Regions from separate parts of the Mus musculus genome. Here region 2 is linked to region 1. A link is a contact called in public HiCAR-type data. All regions are on one chromosome and are shown on one strand. Each heading gives the region's core, a stretch centred on a gene start, on an enhancer-like site or on the middle of the called end of the contact. The rest is flanking DNA. Distances are from core to core; before and after follow the strand shown. Region 1 holds the start of Ywhab (tyrosine 3-monooxygenase/tryptophan 5-monooxygenase activation protein, beta polypeptide). Region 2 holds the start of Prex1 (phosphatidylinositol-3,4,5-trisphosphate-dependent Rac exchange factor 1).

Region 1 (3,061 bases), core at 88-2,587:
GTTCCTACCTCCAGGTTCCTGCCCTGTTTGAGTTCTTGTCCTGACTTCTTTGGTAATGAATAATTTGGCCGTGTAAGTCAAATAAACCCTTTCCTCCCCAGCATCACAGCAATAGAAACCCTAGCTAAGACAGCAGCTAACTCAAAGTGTTTATTCATTCTGGAACAGTACATTGGGAGGATGGGGAGTTATATAAATGAACTGGGGTGCTGATAATGGGTAAGGACAGAGCTCTGATTGTCTCGCCCAGGGAACTATTAAGTCGGAGCCATCAGCGATGGGTTTCAAAGCAGCGGACACAGAATGACATTGAAAAGATCATTTGGTACTTGATGGGGGCAGGGCTGGAGAGTCAAGCGGTGAATTTGAAGTCTGTCATTAAGCTAAGTGAGGGTAAAAGGAGAAATGACAAAGGCCTATTACTTTGTTCTTTCTCTAAAAACTGTAAGCTTCAAGACGCAAGTCTTGCTGTACTCCCCAGCACTCTGAAAATTGCCACACGGAATTTGTGGGAAATGAACGAAGGCGTGGTGGTGGAGGTATTTTGAAGGGCTAGACTTAAGGGTCAACAGGCTTGAGTGAAGTAGTAATAAAATTTAGGTAACACTGAAAGCCGTTTGGGGATCCCAGGGTTCTGTCTCTGACGATTTCCCTTTGAAGGATACTTGGGGACCAGGGAATCTCAACGAAGAACTGATGTACACTGGTTTTTTTGTTTTGTTTTTCTGTTTTTATTAAGACCTTGGAAATGTTCTGTTCCTGGTACTTCATGAAGCGTCCTTGGTCTAGGAAAAGAACAGTAAGTACCTTTTAGGACTGAAAGGTGAACTAACTGAAAATGGAGGGCTGTCTGTTCTCCTTTAGTTACAAGCATTCCCTTAACGCACAGCTAAAAGCACTGCTAGGCTCTCCGACCCCGTGAGAATTATTTTCAGGGTTGGGTAGGAACAGACGATCCTAGGCTCAACCAAGACCGCTCCAAGCTTCCGAACCCTGCCCTCCCGGAGCCCGCCCTGTTCTCACACATCCCAGCCCTGGGGCGGCCACCTCGGCCCCGCCCTCTCTTCTTCCTCCTTTTCCTGCTCCCCCGCCCCACTTCCTTTCCCTGCGTCCGCCCCCTCCTCGCTCCCACCCAGGCTCTGCGTCCTCCCACGACCGCTCCCTCTTGGTCCTCCCTGACATCCCCTCCTCCTGGCTATCACCGCCCTTTTCAGGAGGACGGAGCAACCCCGTGCCTCATTCACCCAATGAGGAATCGACTCAGGGTGGGGCGGGACTTGGGCTAGAGCGGAAGTGGTGGCCAGAGCGGAAGTGCAGCTGCCGCCGCCGCCACCGCCGCCGCCGATTCCGGAGCCGGGTAGCCGCCGCCGCCACCGCCGCCACTGCCCCTACGGTCGCTGCCACCGCCGCTGCCGCCAGCCCCGCCTGAGGAGTGAGCCCGGGAAGGACGCAGTCGCTGCCCTCTGATCTTCCCGGAAGCGCCTTTGCTCCCTCCAGTCCTCCGCGGTGAGTGCGGCGTGGCTCCCAGGGGCCCCAGCCCAAAGCCCCTTGTCGGGCTGCGGCCAGGCTCACTGTCGCCGCCAGGCTTACTGCCGCCCCTCCCCGCTTCCGGCCAGGCCTGCGCCTCCGCGGGAAGCCCGGGCTTCTCTCTCGGCGCGCCGTACGGGGTGCGGCCAGGCCTGCGCGGCTGGGGACCGCTGGGCCGCAGGCTCCCCCCCTCCGGCACCATCTCTGCTCGGCGCCGCCCCTGCCTGCTCCCTTCGGGCCCCGAGCCATCCTTCTGGGCCTGTCAACCTCTCTCATTCTTTGTGGCTTTCAAAAATTGAAATGTTAGTCGAAGGCGGGCGAGTTCCCGAGCCGCGACGCCCCTGCCGCACTCCCCTGGATGAGTAAGGGTTTAACCTTGGCGACAGCTGGGGCGAATCCCTCTCCCACTTTGCAGTAAAGCTGTTTCATCATCGCTGGTGTGGGAAACCCAGCTGGACCCGAGATTCCCTGACAGCAGGGTTGAGGTTTGAATTAAGAAATGGATTTATCTGAACCTTTCACTGACTCAAACCGGATTCCCAATGGGGTGGGGGAAGATCAGGCTGAGAATTGAGTCTTTTCTCTTGATATTTGTCGTCTTTTACTGCCAGAATCTCGTGTGTCCATGCCCCAAATTCATCCATACACTTTTTTGTGGCATATATATATATATATGTGTGTGTGTGTGTGTGTGTGTATATGTTATATATTGTTTGAAATTTGTCTAGTAACCTCAGTGTTTGAGGAAGGAGTAGGCAAGATGTGGACCCTTTTTTGCAAGATGAGCGCATCTGGGTCTGTTGCAAATGGAGAACATGCGTGCATCGAGGATTCCAAAGGTGGCAGCGTTGGTGAGAATTTGCCAACCTCTGTAAAAATGCATGGCTCATGTCCTTGCCTTCAGTACATTTTCTCTGGTGAGACTAGATAGCACTGGACTCTTGATTTTACTTGCCTGGTGTGGGAGGTGGAATCTGGCAAGATGTTACAAATCTCTAAAATCCCGGGAGCCGGTGCAGAAAGGTGTAGCGCTTAAGAGAATATGAAAATTACATTTCTCACTGTATCTCAGGTGTTCCTGTGAAACCATACAGACACACAGTTTATGGGACTGAACACGTGCTTACTCAGCATCTCACATCTAGCTGCTGGAAATTTATACGAATATTACTGGGATCTTGGTGGATTTCTCTTGACTGCCTCCAGTGCAATCCATTTCTTTGGGTTGCCCGAGTCTTTTTAAAATTTTTTTATTTTATTTTAAGATCTATGTCCTTAGCATTATATAGCCGGCAGATACTGGTTTGTTTGTTTGTTTGTTTTGTTTGTTTGTTTGTTTTTTTCATCCCCACCCAAGTTAGAATTTTAAGCATGACCTTAGAAATGAAAGGCTGGAAATTCAGTACTAAATGCTAAATTATTTTCTTAGCCTCTGCCTTCTAACTATAAGAAACCATTCACCCATCTTACAGATGAAGTCTTTATAAGAAATGAGGTGATTTGGCCTAAACCTCACACCTACTTACAGACTGAA
Region 2 (2,804 bases), core at 36-2,535, 2.7 Mb after region 1:
CTCTCTCTCTCTCTCCCCCACCCCCTTCTCAACTGTGAGAGAGGAAGAGATGGGAAAGAAAGCCAACCCTGTCTTATTCTCACAGGCCTTTCCAGAAGGATCCTTGGGCCAAAGGGCTTTCAATGCCTCCACACAGCGTCTTCCCCCCCCCCAACTTCGTACTCCCTCCTCCCTCAGTGGGAACCCCCCCCCCCGACCTCACACAGACTCCCCTGCATCCTTAAGCCATTGAGTGTTTCTTTTTCCCAGATGGAGAGAACTCCAGTGTGATTGGGGGTCTCTTGAAACACACACACACACACACACAAACGCACGCCTTCCTGAAGCAGGGTTAAGACTTCCTCCAACCCAAGAAGGGAGTTAAAGCGGCCCCAGCAGGAGGCACGGAGATTAAAGCCCTCAGGTCTCTAAGACCAGCCCTTCCCACCCCCTCCAGTTTTCTCACTTCCTAGGAGGGTAGGGAAGTGGCCCCTTCCTCATTCTCACTAGAGACACCAGGGCAACTACGTACCGGAGTTTAAAGCCCCCGCAGGGCTGCCCTGGGTCACCGCCCTGCATCCAACCCTACGACGTAGCCTGCAGAACTATCCAGAGCAAGGGACTCAACCTCTCTGGAGCCGAACTCTTCCCTGATCTTAAGGATCAGAAAATATAACCTACTGATGAGCCCGGTAACGGCACAGTCTGCTGATACCAGTGTAAGGTGCGTGGTACACAGACGCACTCGGACGCTGTTTTGCAGTCTAAGGCTTTGACTGTGCAATTCGAGCTGGGGCAAGGCTACGGAGCCCAGGGTCCCCGGTGCAGCTAAGGAGCCCCTACCCGGGCTTCTCCCTACACTGGCCCCCCAGCGGGGCGGCCCCGGGCAGCGGCCGCGCGGATGTAACCATTTCAAACTATGCACAAGGCGGGGAGCCACAGACAAAAGCGCAACGCGGGCCGGCCGGCCACAGGTGGCGGGAGCTCACCGACTGCAGGAAACGCAAGGTGCCCACGTAGTCGCGCTCGGTGCCCAGGATCTCGTTGAGTACGCACAGACGGAGGCGCAGCTGGCGCTCCGAGTCGCGGGCGGCCGCGCACGGCCCGGAGACGGGGCCGCGAGCATCGGGATGCGCACCGTCCCCGCCTGGGTCCCCGCCGCCGTCACCACCACCGCTGCCGGGTGCCTCCATAGCCGCGCGGCGCCCGAACTTCCCGCGCCGAGGTCGCGCCGCGGCTTAGGCGTCCGGGCTCCGCATCCCGGACAGGCGCCGCTCAGCGGGCCCGGGGCAGGCGGAGCGGGGGCGGGACCTGGGCGGGGTCATGGTGTATGGGCGGGGCCTTGGTAGAGAGGGCTGAGCGATGGGCGGGGAAGGAGGCGGGGTCAATCTGCTAGTGGGCGGGGATCTTTGTAGAAAATGGACGGGGTGGGGCGGCACCTCATGCGGAAACTGGGCGGGGACTAATGGAGAATGGACTGAGCTGGGGCGGAGTCTGGTGGGATTGGGCGGGGATTGGGCGGAGCCCCCTCCCGGCTTCCAGGGAGCGTCGGCCAAGAGCCGGTTCGTGCGCGCGCCGCACAGTCAGAGTTTGGGGCTGGAAATGCGTCGCCCCAGACCCCAGTCAGGTCGTGGTTCTGCTGAGTCTGTAGGCCAAGACCCATTCAGCAGTTCTGCAAGAGCAGCTCGCGCCATCCACCCGTAAGGAGTGCCCCGTGGGTGATCTGCTGGAGCCGGATCAGCGACCACCACGCGCATCTCCTGACGCCCGGAAGAGCAGCTCGACGCCCCCACCAACACGGCCGCTCATGCCCTCGGCTTACGGTGACCTTGGAAGAACTCTAGCTGCATCTTTGTCCTTACTTCTGTTTCTCTTTCCGTCGGAGCTCTGCGCCTACTGTCCCAGCGCTCCCCATCCCTAAGCAAAGGTGCCCACTTGGACGAGACCGTTGCAGGAAGCCGCCCTCGTACCCACCAGAGATAAAGCCAAAATGGGAATTTTGCTGCCAGCCGACAGGCTGTTCTGTGTGACCTTGATCTTTCAAACGTTCAGTTAACGTGCTAACCCCCCTTTACCCTCGAGAGGCATTGGGACCCGAGTCAGCCTCTGGGGTTCAGCCCCTCATTGATGACCTTGGTCAGCACCCCCATCCCACCTAAAGCTCCTCCGTTTGCCTCACAGTACAAGGGGAAGAACAGTAACACCTAACTCTTAGGGACCAGCATACGGCTGAGCCATAGTCCCTGGAAAGTGATTTTAACACCCTAGAAAGTCTTATCTTCGTTCTTAATTATTCCTGCCTTTGTCAACTGCCCTCTTGACCGGGCCTCTGAACTGCTTGTTCAATCCCTACCTGCCCCGCCTCAGATCTATTATCTCCTATGGAGTCAGTCCCTGTTTCACAAAATAGCCTCTGTGGAGTGTCATCATTTCTGGGGCAGGAGCACTGTCCTCTATTTACTTCCCTTCAAGATGCCTAGAATAGTTCTCTGGGGCCTTGAAGTAAAACAGTCTTTTGCACAAGGATAGAGGAGAGACTGTGGTAGCTCCTGCTACCCCTGGCCCTGTTCCTTTGGGGCCTAGGGCACCGTGACATTTGATGTGGGCAAGGTATCCTAGGTAAATGGATGTAAAAGGGTGAGCCCATCAGGTATTGGTCATGGAGTGAGTGTTTCCAAAGAATCATTATCTTCTTGTTTCTGAGCTTTCCAGACATAACACTGCTTCTGTCCTTAGATCCAGCACCTTTTTGGGTTTCAGTGGGCCCTGTCTTGAAATCATTACTCGCTAGCTGGTAGCAGTCACGAGCCAGCCAAATCCAGCTG

Evidence for each region. HiCAR-type assays count read pairs that join an accessible place to other places.
Region 2: a contact with region 1 is called in a HiCAR-type map of astrocytes, with 6 times the contacts expected there. The contact joins the promoter of Prex1 here to the promoter of Ywhab in region 1. A contact is called at or near these places in 1 of 39 promoter capture datasets (liver) and 1 of 115 datasets of contacts at active chromatin or transcription factors (astrocytes).

What each region holds. Positions count from the first base shown.
Region 1 is chr2:163,993,860-163,996,920 of GRCm38.p6, forward strand. It overlaps Ywhab (tyrosine 3-monooxygenase/tryptophan 5-monooxygenase activation protein, beta polypeptide), which reads left to right and starts at 1,338. Exons shown (of 6, transcript NM_018753.6): 1 at 1,338-1,506.
Region 2 is chr2:166,712,547-166,715,350 of GRCm38.p6, forward strand. It overlaps Prex1 (phosphatidylinositol-3,4,5-trisphosphate-dependent Rac exchange factor 1), which reads right to left and starts at 1,286. Exons shown (of 40, transcript NM_177782.3): 1 at 969-1,286. The coding sequence starts at 1,172. It overlaps Gm46777 (a long non-coding RNA gene), which reads left to right and starts at 1,283. Exons shown (of 3, transcript XR_001783555.2): 1 at 1,283-2,804.